Linked DNA regions of Mus musculus: regions 1 and 3 are each linked to region 2. Evidence: chromatin contacts called from public Micro-C and promoter capture Hi-C data. All regions are on one chromosome and are shown on one strand. Each heading gives the region's core, a stretch centred on a gene start, on an enhancer-like site or on the middle of the called end of the contact. The rest is flanking DNA. Distances are from core to core; before and after follow the strand shown.

What was found. Hi-C and Micro-C count contacts between places; a contact is called where the count stands out from the background. Capture Hi-C pulls out chosen DNA fragments and counts their contacts.
Region 1: a Micro-C map of embryonic stem cells shows a contact between it and region 2, with 5 times the contacts expected there. The contact joins the enhancer-like site here to the promoter of Sbf2 in region 2. A contact is called at or near these places in 1 of 39 promoter capture datasets (pre-B cells), 1 of 484 Hi-C or Micro-C datasets (embryonic stem cells), 1 of 115 datasets of contacts at active chromatin or transcription factors (large pre-B cells) and 1 of 9 other capture datasets (liver).
Region 3: a contact with region 2 is called in a promoter capture Hi-C map of liver, with 2.5 times the contacts expected there. The contact joins the promoter of Tmem9b here to the promoter of Sbf2 in region 2. A contact is called at or near these places in 7 of 39 promoter capture datasets (the C10 cell line, the HPC-7 cell line, hippocampal neurons and 4 more), 1 of 484 Hi-C or Micro-C datasets (B cells), 2 of 115 datasets of contacts at active chromatin or transcription factors (T-cell acute lymphoblastic leukemia and large pre-B cells) and 2 of 9 other capture datasets (embryonic stem cells and liver).

Annotation. Positions count from the first base shown.
Region 1 is chr7:109,787,706-109,792,142 of GRCm38.p6, forward strand. No RefSeq gene overlaps it. Among named protein-coding and RNA genes, the nearest start is that of Nrip3, 8.4 kb to the left of the region's middle. Within about 2 kb of position 1,801, at least 12 of the 459 cell types and tissues checked have an H3K27ac peak or open chromatin away from gene starts, as enhancers often do. A contact at or near this core is called in embryonic stem cells, where this site is marked.
Region 2 is chr7:110,611,774-110,616,448 of GRCm38.p6, forward strand. It overlaps Sbf2 (SET binding factor 2), which reads right to left and starts at 3,147. Exons shown (of 41, transcript NM_177324.2): 1 at 2,934-3,147. The coding sequence starts at 2,988.
Region 3 is chr7:109,750,479-109,755,180 of GRCm38.p6, forward strand. It overlaps Tmem9b (TMEM9 domain family, member B), which reads right to left and starts at 1,785. Exons shown (of 5, transcript NM_020050.1): 1 at 1,593-1,785. The coding sequence starts at 1,700. It also overlaps the pseudogene 4930431P19Rik.

The DNA of each region.
Region 1 (4,437 bases), core at 551-3,050, 830 kb before region 2:
ACTCTGGCTATGTTGCAGAAGTTTTTGATCCACAGTTGACCCATTTTGTAGAGGTCTGTGTAGTTTTGTAGAGCACAGAGGCCTGGCCTCAATAAATGTAAGTCCCATTGCATTTTCTCCCCATCTCCAACACGCAAAACCCAGACAAAAAATGAGTGACCCTCCTGAGGCAGGGCAAATGCTGCACTGAGGGACAAGACCTGTGAAAACCATAGATCTCTCAGAATGCAGTGGATAATAGGTACGACTGCCTACTCACTGGTGGACAGCCAGGGTGGGCAGCTCACTTGTGATCACTACTTATCTCCAGAGCACCTTGGGTCCTTGGGTTCCACCTTCTTCCTTTGAGCATGCTGTCAGGAAATGATGGTGACAGGCCGCAGGGCCTGGGGTAGGGGTGAGGCAGATAGCAGGAAGATGAAGTACTCAGTACATCACAAGTAGACTCCCAGCAATGTAAATATATACACATTTACACACACACACACACACACACACACACAGAATTCTCTTGAACCTACTTTCATGCTCAGTTCTACATTGCCCAGAGAGAACATCTGACCTTCGTCCCTCTCTGACCCCAGGCCTTGAGAATGCTAAGAAAGTAAGCGCTCTGCTACATTGCCAGACCTATTCCTGACTACTCATTTTTTTTTTAATTTATTTTTAAGCTTGTAATATTTTATTTATAAACAATTCCAAAATTTCAAGTTGCAAGCATAAAATACTACACATACCTGTATACCCTTTCCCAGGTTCCCTGTTACTAAAACTTTATTACATGCATACACTTTTTTTTCCTTGAAACATTTAAGGACAAATTACATAAAATATGACCTTTTGCCACTAATTCGACAGTATGTATTAAATACAAGTATGGTGGTATGTAATCCACCTCCTGCTTGGAAGGCTAAAAAGGCGAATTGAGAGTCCGAGGCTAGCTCAGGCATGGTGACACACACCTTTAATCCTAGCACTCTAGAGGCAAAGGCAGACAGATCTCTGTGAATTGAAGGCCAGGCTGGTTTACACAGAGTTCTAGGCCAGGTAGAGCTATACAGTAAGTGAGGCCCCTTAGAGAAAAATGGGGGACAGAGACAGAGAGAAGTAGAGAGAGACAGTTTTGTGTGTGTGTGTGTGTGTGTGTGTGTGTGTGTGTGTGTGTGTGTGTGTGTGTGTGTTAGGGGTCAGCCTGGGCTACACAGAAGGTTCAAGGGCAGCGAAGTTGCATCTCTAAGACCAGAGAAGAGGGAGGAGGGGATTTTTCTCTCTCCTAACCACAGTATAGATATAAACTTCATGAATTTACATTGCTAGAATATTTTTACCTAAATTATTCATGTTCTAGTTTTGTCAATTGACGTAACAAAGTTCTTTATTATAACCTTCCCCTGTAGCACAGGATCCACCCAGAGTCAAATCTCTTCAGCCTGGAATCTGGAATGTTTCCACAGCTTTCTCTGTCCTTCATGCCACTGACACAGAAGGCAATCCCCCTGTGTTCACCGCTTTTTGCTATGTCACTAAATTCCCAGTGAGAGCTCTTCAGGAAGAAAGGGTTATTCTAGCTCACAGCTTATGAGGGTGCGGTCCATGGTGGCAGGGGAACCAGGGCAGATTTGCCACGGCAGGAGCATGCAGTGCTGCCTATTCACGTCCTGGAAGGCCAAGATGCAAAGGGATCAACACTAGGGCTCAGCTCCCTTTCTCATTTGTCCCTTTTTATTCAGGCCAGAACCCCGGTCTGTGGGGTGGTGCTGTCCACAGCCAGGGTAGGTGTTTAACTCCTTGGTTAAGCCTGTCTGGAACACCCTCACAGATGCACACAGAGATGTGCCCAATAGACTAACAGAGCTGTACCACTATTACCCCCTGTCGCGGTAAATCTCTCCAACCCAATTATGTTCTGGCAATGAAAACACAACACAATTAATACGAATACATGTTGTGTGCCTAGATTGGCAGATCTACCACTACACTATCATCTTCCACATCTATGAGACCCTTAGAACTTGCAGTTTCTCCAGGCCGTGTGCTTCTGCTCCGCTTTTCTTCTTCCTCCTCCTCTGCCTTCTCTCTGTCTCAAACCTCCTTCTTTTCTTTCTTTCCGTTCCACCTTGCCTCTCTCTGCCCAATCATCAGCTCTCCTTTATTTTACAAATTAAGGTGGGAAGAAGGTTTACAGGAAATCACCTGAGTGCTGACTCATTCCTTGTTCTCAACCCCTCAAAGGAGAACAGAATTGACATCAAATATAATTAGCCCCAGGGCTCTCCACAACAACCCCCAAAGAAACGCCATACCCACTACTGATCATTCCGTGTTCTCCCAAATTCTCCAACCATACACAACCTATAATCTACTCTCTGTCTTCCTGGATTTACCTATTCTGGACATTTTGTATACAATGGTTGGTGTTTTGTGACTGGCCTCTTTTAATTAGTACTATGTTTCCATAGTTCATTTGTTTTATAACATACTAGTGCTTGTTTGTGACCAACTTATATCTCATCATGTGGACATAGCTCATTTTGTTTCCCTATTTGTTACTGAAGAACATATGAGTCCTTTCTACATTTTGTGTGTAGTGGCAGAAGTTGATACTAGGTGTCTTCTTTTACCGCTCTGTCATTGGACCTGGGGCTCACTGATTCGATAGAGTAGCTGGCCAACAAGCCCCTGGAATCCTCCTATCTCTACCTCCCAGCTGTGGAATTACAAGCTTAGGCTCCCAGCTCCCATGCCTAGCTTTTTATATGGGGGTTGGGGATCCAAACTCAAGCCCCCATCTTGCTGACCTAAGTAACTTGCATAAGGTCACAGCTGATAAGTAAAACTGGGCTAGCAATCTAGGAATGTCAGAGGATGTACTGGGAATCTTGAAAGAGTAAACATGGCAAAAGTTAAGCCTTGGAGAAAGACATTTCTCACTGACCAGCAGAAAGGACAGATTCTCAAAAAGACACTGGGAATAAAGGGGGGCTGCTGTCAGGCCAGTGATTCTTCTTGAGTCGTCCTAGTTCCTCAGTGGGAGGTACTCACGTTAGTCACAACTCCAGTTGATGTGTGAGATGCAGCTGCTCCAAGGTGCCTTCCTGCACCTTAAGTCACCTGGAGCCAACATCCTAGTTGGTTCTTTGCCACCACCGCCATCTTACTATATCACCCTCAGTTTTGTATCCTGTCAGGCATCAAACACACCAGCTGGTCATCACAGGTAACCATGGAGACAGCAGGTATGGCCAGGGTCACCAAAGCTCCTCTTATTACCCTCTGCCTCATGTGGTTATGTCCATGGGACTAGCATGTGGCATCGGTTCCAGTTTCTGCTCAGCAACCACTCATGTTTCAACTCCTAATCAGGTTACAAGGCAAAGTCAACATTAAAGCCCAGATTTGAGGTGGGTTTGTATTTCTGCTTCAGGAATCCTGTAGGGAGTATTTGTCAGACTTTTAATCGCTGAAACCAACTTCCCAGGAAGGCAATTGTGTTAGTCAGCATTCTCTAGAGAAACAGAACTTACAGAATGAGTCTCTCTCTCTCTCTCTCTCTCTCTCTCTCTCTCTCTCTCTCTCTCTCTCTCTCTCGATATATTAGAATGGCTTATGGGTGGTTCAGTTAGTCTGACAATGGCTGTCTGTCTACCAATAGAGGGTTCAAGAATCCAGTAGTGGTTGTCTCTGCTGGTCTTCAGTACACAACGGAATCCTGAAGAAGTGGTCTCTAATGCCAGTGAAAGAATGGTCTTGCTAGCAAGAGTGAGCAGGAAAAAATACTTTTTCCTTCTTCTAAGACCTTTATATAGGCTTCTAGCAGAAGGTGGCCCCAGATTAAAGGTGGATCATCCCATATCAAAAAAAAAAAATCCAGATGAAAGTGGGTCTTCCCACTTCGAATGATTTAATTAAGAAGAAATCCCTCACTCATAGATGTGCCCAGCCATTTGGGTTTTAGTTAATTCCAGATGTGGTCAAGTTGACAACCAGGAACAGTCATCAGAGCAACTCAAAGGAGAGAGGTCTCTGGATCCACTGTGAAGCAGAGTGTAGTGTGATGGGGGTGGGAGGAGGAGGGGGAGGAAGAGGAGGAGGGAGAGGAGGAGATGGTGATGATTGTTTACCTAGTGACAGACAGGAGTCAACAACCAGGGAAAGGCTTGGAGAATCCTTCAAGGGCCCTCTTCCTGCAAAGTTGCATCTCCTAAAACACTGCAGTAGCTGGAGAACAAGTACTCAGTACCTGGACTCAGTACTCAGTACTCAGTACCTGGACTTGAGAGGATGTATCAGATTTGAACCATAGCATAGGGAAGAGATGGAAACACCAGATTGTACTCAGAATTACCCTCAGTCCTAGAAAATATCTTGAGATAAGATAATAATCCAAGTTGGGGATGTCATAGCTCCTAGAGCCACAAAGGCTGAAGCATTCGACAG
Region 2 (4,675 bases), core at 1,897-4,396:
AAAGGCATAAGAAGACTTTTTATAGAGAAGGAAATGTTCTATATCTTGATTGTGGCGGTGACTACACTAGTGTATACAGTTGCTTAAAACCACTCAGCTGTTACCATAAATTTTTTGCACAAAAAATATGCTTGAATAAAATACAAATTATGCAAAAATATAACAGAAAAAGTGTATATTTCATACTTGAGATTATAATTTATGCCATATTCTGAGTTTTATTTTTAAAAAGGAAAGAAAGAAATCTTCCCTTTGTTCAGTGTGGGAAGAAGAGTAGTCTTAGTAGCCAAAGGATAGAAGTGGGGCTCACTGAGGGGGAAATCCAGAAGGGCCAAAGCCAAGCATATCCTATCAGAGACCCTGGGTCAAAGCAGGAGGAGCAAACTTGCCTGGAGCATTAAAATGCAAAGAAACTGGGCTGGAGAGATGGCTCAGTGGTTAAGAGCACTGACTACTCTTCCAGAGGTCCTGAGTTCAACTCCTAGTAACCACAGTAAAGGGGATCCAATGCACTCTTCTAGTGTGTCTGAAGAGAACCACAGTGTACTCACATGCATGAAATAAATAAATCTTTATAAAAATGCAAAAAAATTAGAGTGAGGAGGATACCTCATAAGGGAGTAACCCTAAGTGGGAGATCAGAGCATGACCTTTGTTAGTAGGCAAGGCTGGCAGACGCTGATTACAATCAAAGGTAAAGTATGTACTTCCTGACAAGACACAGTGAACACCACTGCTGTCATACATACACTGGCCCAAGCATATGTACCCAGCACAATAAAAGTAACTGACCTATAACCATCAAAGGTGACAAGACCATGAAGAAGAGGAAGGAACTGATCCATACTGAGAGACTAAAAAGATAATGAAACGCTGCAGCACTTAACTGTACTACTTTCACCAATTATGAAATTAATAGCATAATCAACAAAACCCAAATTAAGTAAAATACTGGGTCAGCATGAATTTTCTATTTTGTAAAGAATTAGTTATCTATTTTATGTATGTGAGTGCACTATAGCTGTCTTCAGACACACCAGAAGAGGGTATCAGATCCCTTTACAGATGGTTGTGAGCCACTATGTGGTTGCTGGGAATTGAACTCAGGACCTCTGAAGAGCAGCCAGGGCTCTTGACCTCTGGGCCATCTCTCCAGTCCTGAATTTCCTATTTTGACAACTGTACTGCCATTGTGTAGACCAATGTTCCTGTTTGTATAAAATTCACGATAAACCATTCTGAGTGAAGGAGCATAAGGGCAGTAGCTTCCTCTTAAAATGTCCGAAAAATAAAATAACAATAATTATGTATCATACTTACAACTTTTTCAAGTTTGTTACTGTTTCAAAATTGTTGTGGGTGTGGGAGGAGGACAAATATCTGTGAGTTCAAGGCCAGCCTGGTCTACATAGGAATTCCAGGACAGTCAGGGCTCTGTAGAGAAACCCTATCTTGGGGGGCGGGGGGGGGGGGGGCACACAAGATAAAATTGTTGTGGGTGAAGAACAATGTAACTAAAAATGGAACAAGGTGAAAAACAAAACTGATTCTGCACACTGGCAATCTTACCAGACTGACAGACTATGTCACCTTGGTAAGAGACTCAAAATTTTCTAAGAAAGGACAGGGCATTTTGGAGCAGCCAGAAGATTCTCCAAATACAGCCCGACGTCTTCTCCTTTTATTTATTGTGTGTCTTCATGGTGGGAGTGGGCATGCATGCCAGGGCACACCCAGGAAGGTCAGAGGACAACTGTGGGCAATCAGTTCTTGCCTGGCACCTTTTCATGGCTCAGGTCTCCAGGCTTGCCCAGCAAGAGCCTGCTTCTCCTAATTGACCTCAATTAGGTAGTGGTGAGAAAAGAATGTGAAGGCTCCCATCTCTGAAATAAATCCTTAGGGATAAATAATAAAAAGAGGTGGGCAGAACAATGGTATGCTGGTGCAACGACTAACATCAGCAAAGCACAACCTAAGCACCTCGGGGACATGGAAGGGGGTGGAGCGCTGGTATCTAAAATCCCTTGCAACTGCGAGACTGTAGCTTCCCCTGCTCTACAATAACCTTGTTAGCACATCCCGCTTATCTATAAACAGCAACACAAAGAGATACAATTACGAAAATGAACGTGCATGAGCCCTGTATACTTCTGGTTGTGCTAGTCCACCGAAGTGTAAAAAGCAACCTATCTGCCAAACTGTTCCTTGTGAAAAATTCTCGGCCGAGAAAAACCAGAGAACAATCAAAACACGTGAGAGCTAAGTGAGAGAGAGCACCTGCAGTGGTCGGCCGGCTCTCTTTGCTTAGCAGAGTCCTTTCATTCTGGAATGCCGACACATACGTCCTGAAACAATTTTCCTAGAAATGTTTCAAAGTGCTCGGATCCTTTGACCTATCCAAGTACCCGGCGTTCGGCCGGGATGTCCAGCCTCCCCCTCCCCCCACACACACCCCGGGCCGGCGGGAGGCAGCGCAGGACTCTCGGCACTTCCTTTCCGGGAGGACTGCCCCCAGCGTCACTCCTATTCAGGATGCAGGACACAGTGTATCCCTAGGAGCCTCGTACAGTGTGCTCCCGCCCTCCCAACTCCACAGGCACGAGGGCGCGGTCCCGGGTGCCAGCCGCCTCCGCAGAAGCGCGTGGCGGCGCGCGGGCAGGCTCGCCACCGGTCCGGCCCGCCAGTCCCCGGCCGCACCGCCGCGGCCTAGCCCCGCTACCGCCGTCCGACGGTTCCCTCACACACGCCCACCGCAGCCAGGCTCGGCCCCGCCGCGAAGGCCGACACCAGTCGACCCGCAGCTCCTCCACCGCGGGACCCGGCCCGCCCGCCTCCCCGCCTCCCAGCCGCGACGCCCGGCCCCGCCGAGCCCACTGGACGGCTGCCGGGGGCGGAGGCGAAGCCCGGGGGCGGCGCCCGCCCCACACCCTTACCTGGCTTCTCGTGGTCGTAGCCTACCACAATGAAGTAGTCGGCCAGCCGGGCCATGACCGCCGCCGCCGCGCCCGGGAAGCGGGTTCCCGTCGCCGCCCTCGCCGCCGCCGCCGCCCACCCGGCCCGGGCGAGCTCAGCATTTTCCCTTCGGCGGCTGTAGCGGTAGCAGCGGCGCTTCAGCCATGTTTGACAACCGAGGCGCTCACTGCGCCTGCGCCGCGCCTCGCGCCCGCCCCTCCCCCGCCCCACCCGAAAGGGCTCGACGACCCAGTGCCCGGCGTCCGCGAACCCACGCGGCGCCCGGAGGCCGCTCGGACACGCGGCTCGCGAGGTGGGCGGCCCGGCGCGGCCTGGCCTCGCGCCGCCACCGAGGCCGGGCGCTTAGAGGCCCAGCTGCTGCCTCAACGCCCCCCACCCCCGCCCGGTTCTTTATTTTCCTGGAGCAGGGGTCCTTCCTTCCGCCATCTCCCTTTTGCAGTCGGGGGGAAAAGGGGATGGAGGGGTGCGGGGTCACTTGGAAAGTTTGTTCTTTGGTGCCGCTTGCTGCCACCGGCAGCACGGATGAAATTCTCCCGCCCTCGGCTGGAAGCTTGGAATTTGCACCGCCAAGGCTTTTTGCTGCACGTTTCCTGTTTATGTTGTGCAGATGGGAATTTTAGAAACATGCCACCAAGCAGGCGGGGGAGGAAAAGACTTGCGCAATCTTCAGAGGCGCCTCTGGTTTCGGGGCTGCCTGGGCTGGGGGCGGTCAGCTTGGGCTTTCCTCTGAGTGCCCCAGGGAGTTATTCCACCTAGGAACAGGGGCATCCCCGGGATCCTCCTAAAATGGGCCGGTCTCTCCCCGGGGAGCCCCGCCCGCCTGACTTTCACTGCCTTTTTCACTGTCTCAGGACTTTTCAGGCTGAAGCAGGTGTTAACTTCAAGTTGCTCTACTGCAAACACTCCACAGAATTCATAGGGCACTTTGAGAGCCTAGAGAGCATTCAAGTCGATTGCGTTTTTAAGAAATATCTCCTACCGATGTTTTCTAATTTGGCTGGCACACTTGGATTTGTCACTTTTTTTTTTTAACTTTGTTACTTCTTAATGATCATGAAATTTTAGTAGTAGTGTATGTATTTGAACTATGAAGTTTTCAGAACCTATGGTTTAGAAGTGATCGTGAAGCCATCGTTCACTGAGGGTTTGATCCTTCTATAGATTGTACGTAGTAGGTTCTAACGTGCCTAGTGCAACACACGCCCTCTGCCAAAGACCAGCAGAAAGCTAGTGCCTGGAGCTGTGAACTCAGAGTCCAAAGGGTCATAGTCTCAGCTGCTCTGACTAATTCTCTCTTCTGGGCCAGCGTTCCCCTTTCCCGCTTCCGCGTTGGAAATTGAACTTAGGGCCTCCTACATGCTGGGCAAGCCTGCTACCGTTAAACTATATCGACAGCAAAAGGCCAGACCTTTCAGCAGGTCTGAGAGGGTTGGGCTATGCTAGAAGAATTGAAAGGGAAGGGGTACTTTACCTCGGGACCTCCTTTGTAATCAGCTTCTAGTCAGACGGAATCAGCATACCTGCAGTGATGAAAACTAGGTTAGTTTTCAAAATAATGAAAGCAAACAAAACAACCTGCCACACCTCATAGAGAAAATTTCCAGGTAACTTCCCTGGGAGCTCTTCCTCCACTTTTTCAGTAAAGAGTAATCTCACTTCCTCTACAGACTGCCATTCCAGTGCTTAACAGCCATGGTAGAAA
Region 3 (4,702 bases), core at 535-3,034, 860 kb before region 2:
TACGCTTAGCATGCATAAGGCCAATTCAATCTGTAACACAATAGGGTGAGGAGAGTCAGAATTCTTCTAATTTCTTCTTTTCTAACTTTTTCCTTTTGGGAGAAAGGCACTGGGCATGGATAAAAGGGGCTGAGTGAGCTATAAACAGGATGAAGATTGAGGGGCACTCAGCCAGTGCTAGAAGGGAAGTCAAAAGGGAAAGTAGTTTGAATCTTCCCATTGTCCCCCAGGAAACTTGTCTGGCAATCCATGGTTGACAAGAAAAGCAACTCCTAGCAATACGAGTTTCAGGAGGCAAAGCAAGCAGGCATTAAATGCTGCATAAATCCAAGAGATGCTTTCTCAGCAAAGGGTTGTTTATTCGAGAAGGCTGTGGCTCATTAGTCCCCACTGAGACATATCCACCACTCCTAGGTACAATGAAATGTCTGGCAGAGCTGTTGACAGGTCCTAAATGTATCAGTAACCACTGTGCCAGAGCCTGTGCTCAATGAGGAGGACTCAGAGAAGCAAAAGACACAGCTCCTGTTTCCTGGGACAAATCCTATCAAGGGGAGACGGATGTTTATATCATGATACACTACATAAAATGGTAATGTTTGACATCCATACAGAGAGTCCATACTAGAAGTATTTCAAAAGTTGGGAAACTTTTTGCTGTCCCTATTTCTGATGACACCAGAAAGACTGAAAAAAAAAAAAAAACCAAATTGCTCAAAAACACCTGCCTACCTGTGACCTATCTTTCCCAGCCCTTTATAACATTTAAAAATATTATAAAACTTTTTAAAAATGCAGTGTCACTATTTCCCACTACACCGTGGAGTCTTTCTATTTTGCCCCAAAATTAGTTAGCCCACTGGGAGGAAAGCACATGTTTTCTTGGGCCAGAACAGCTCTGGGTCACCAGAAAATATATGGGGACCAAAAGGTTTAGAAACACAGTGAGGAATAGGACACAACTTCCTGTCACCTCTCTCCTAGGCTAGTAAATTATCAGAAGAGGGGTGTGTGTGTGTGTGTGTGTGTGTGTGTGTGTTTTCCTGGAGGGGATCTTGGTGAGAGTATCAGGCTAGTGGGGTGGCCCTACAGGTCCTTCTGGGAACGGGTAGTTGCCATGAGATTCGAGCCCCCACCATGGCAAGGGAATCTGCTTATCAATGAGTTGAGAGGAGCTAGTCCCTAGTAGGGAAGACTTCGGGGAGATGAGGGTGAGGGGAGCTAGTCCCTACTAGAGAAGATTTCAGGGAGATGAGGGTTTCCCACCGTTTGGATTGGGGGCTGAGAGCTGCCCAAGTTTAAGGGTGGAAAGTTCAAAGCTCCCAGGGCTGGAAAGTTCCGGGTGTGTCCCGTCGGGGCTGGGAAGGGAAATGTCAAGAGGCAGAGGGTTATAGACCCCGCTCTGGCACTGTTTGGGGCTAAGGCTTAGGATGCTCTAGAGAGGGCCAGCCCGGGCTGTGAAGCGGGGTCGGGGGGATTTGGCTGTCGGATTGGGAGACCGGAGAGTGGGGAGCAAGTGGTCAGCCCCAGTTTCTGCCAGGCCAGAGGCAGGGGCGGAGCTCCTGTCAGGAGCCGGGCGGGGCGGGACTCACCTTGGCGGCGCCTGTCAGCTGCGCGAGCAGCAGCACCGACAGCGCCAGGCAGGACATGCTGAGCCCCGAGCCCAGCCGCAGCAGGTTTCCGCACCATAGGCTCGCCATCGCGGGAGCCAGCCGCTCCTGCGAGCCCCGAGCCCCGCGCCCGGCTCGGGATCCGGCTCGGGATCCTCCGCCCGCACTTCCGCCTGGGCCTGCGCGTCACCGTCCGCGCCGGGTCAGCTGCGAGAAAGCCTCCGCCCCGGAAACGGTTCCGGGTGCACAAGGCCCGCCACGGTCGCGGCCCCGGGGGTGCACTAAAGGCTGGGGGTCTTCCCCGGCCAGAGCTGGCGAATCCTGCACCCCAAGGGAGCAGGCCATGCGGATCTAGTCCCGCAGGCCGGGTGAACCCCATCCCCGGGAACTGCGAAGGCCGAGAGGGTGCTGTTCAGGAGACCTGACCAGAAGAGCCCGAGCGTCCTTAGATCGGAAGCCCACCCGGCGATGGAGGCTCGAGGCTCCGCACCGGGGCTTCAGTACGAACCTGCGGTCCGTGCGCCTCCAGGACACAGACTCCTGCCCGGCTCCCAACAGTAACTGTGAGCTGTCCACGCGGGTGTGGCTTCCACTAGGGGCTGACAGCCTTGGTCCAGTCTAGGACTGGGAAGTGGGCCACGGCGGCGAATCTGGGCTGGCTCAAGTCAGGCTTTGCAAGATGCGGACGCCCCTGGAGCATCCCCCGCCCAGGACTCCTGGAGGTGGAGAATCCAGGAGCCAAGCTCCTGTGAGGCAGTGCCTATTTAAAACAGTTGACCTCTCAGTCAGTTCTGGGAGCGCAGACCCTACTCCATGGGGTGTCTTTTTCTGTAGATACTTCAGGAGCACCCTGGAGAGAACATAGAGCTGCTCATTAAAATATTTTTTCCACTTAGTAGAGACTCTGGGGGTAGAGAAAGGGATGCAGCGTGCTCATCACAGCCCTTAGGGATTTGCTGAATGTCATAAGGGAAAATCACTTCCTTTCAATAAAAGGGGATTAAGTTTTATGATTTTCAATTTTTACTTATAAGACACCCCCACCCCGCCCCTTCAAGTGGTCCTTTCCTGGTTGGTGGAAATGTCTTTCTTAATTTACAGGTAGAAATTTCGCAGCGTTTTTCTGCTATGTGATTCTTGTCGATACTAGACTAGAATCTAACACAAAGTGCTATTGCATTAAATGTATTTAGCCCTTTTTTAGTCCTAAATGGCAACTAGCCCAAAGGACTAGATGCTTTCGCACCAGTTCTTGTGACAATCCTGTCACAGTGGGAATAATTGTCCTTCTAAGGGGTGTCCTACTAATCGCAGGGCTGTCAGGATAAAATTTGTTGGTGAGGTATTGTAGATCATCCTGTCACAGTGGGGATAATTGTCCTTCTAAGGGGTGTCCTACTAATCGCAGGGCTGTCAGGATAAAATTTGTTGGTGAGGTATTTAGATCTGATTGCTAAAAGCTGACTTAGTAGCCAGTTTGGATCAGTTTAGAGCTGTATGTCTGACATGTCCTTCAGATAAAGCATAGGAACCCTCCTTCAAAATTCTTTTCAGAGCCAATGCTCGTTGGATGCCTTTGATCCCAGAGGCAGGCAGATCTCTGAGACAAGGCCAGTCTGGTCTACAAAGTGAGTTCCAGGACAGGCTACATGGAGAGACCCTGTGTCACAAAAAGGAGGAGAAAGAGAAAGAGGAGGAGAAGGAAAATGAGGAAGGAGGAAGAGGAGGAGGAGGAGGAAGAAAGAAAACGAAGAAGGAGAAACAAAGAAAAAGAATTCTTTTCAGAGATTTGATGGGGGGGGGGTACAGAGATAAAGGACTGCAGCAATGCCTCAGGCTGGTGGGTTATTTTCAGTTATTTTCTTCTCTTTGTCCATGCTGTCTCAAACTAGTGGGCTCAAGAGATTCCCCTCCCTCAGGCTCCCTAATAACTGACTACAGGTATGGGCCACCAAGTCAGGCCCACCTCATCTGTTTAATGAAGAAGACCACATAACACTCAGTATGGGCAGAGCTTTAGAGCTACATGTGGCAATCAAATATTTGATTGCGAGGAATCTAAATCGAGTGTTGTATGCTGTATTTCGAGGTCAATACAAGGTAAACAAAATCTTTTTATTTTAAAATACTGATTAAAGTTGGGGCTGCAGAGCTGACTCAGCAGTTGTGAGCCCTTGCTGCTCTCGCAGAAGATTGAAGTTTGGTTTGCACCATCCACGTGGCAGCTTACAACCTTCTGTAACTCTGGTTCCAGGGGATTGGGTCCGCTCTTCTGTTTCCCAGTGGCACTGACACATATGGTACACATGTGTACATTTTTCGAAACACTCATACACGCAAAATTAAAAATTGAAATAGTGGTTAAAATTTAAATATTTTGAATGTATTGGATCATGTCTCCATGTGTGTCCTTTCTCTCAGCTTGTCTGCCTGGGACCCCCTGAGCACGAACCCTAGTCCTCCCACACAGCCCCATTTTCACTAACAAGATGAAACAATCATGAACCAGGAAAAACTTGCCAATCTGCAGGCACATGTTTGCATTGTTGGGAAAGGCACCTCCCACAGAAAGAAGGTGGTTCATAGGACAGCCACAGCCGATGATAAAAACTGCAGTTCTCCTTAAAGAAGTTAGCAACTGATAATGAAGAGGTGAACATGTTTAAAAACCAAGAAACTGATCCATTTTAGCAACTCTAAAGTTCAGGCGTCTCTGGTAGCAAACACCTTCACCATTCCAGGCCGCACTGAGATAAAACAGCTGACAGAAATGTTTCCCAGCATCCTAAACCAGCTTGGTGCAGGCAGTCTGACTAGTCTGACTAGAGACTGGCTGAAGCCGCCCAAACAGTCTAGATGGAGAAGCACCATTTGCTACTTACTAACGAGATGATAGTTCCAGATCCCTGGGGAATTTTGATGACGCCTCTAAGAACGTGGCAAGCTGAATCAAGGTGACTTCTGAAGAAGTTGACACTTGCAGAAGTTACAGGCGCTGCTATTTTATACATGGCTGCGTTTAGAAATTCTTTTGTTTATGGATCTGATAAAAATCTAGATCTCTAGCCAGGGGCGGTAACACACAGTTTTAA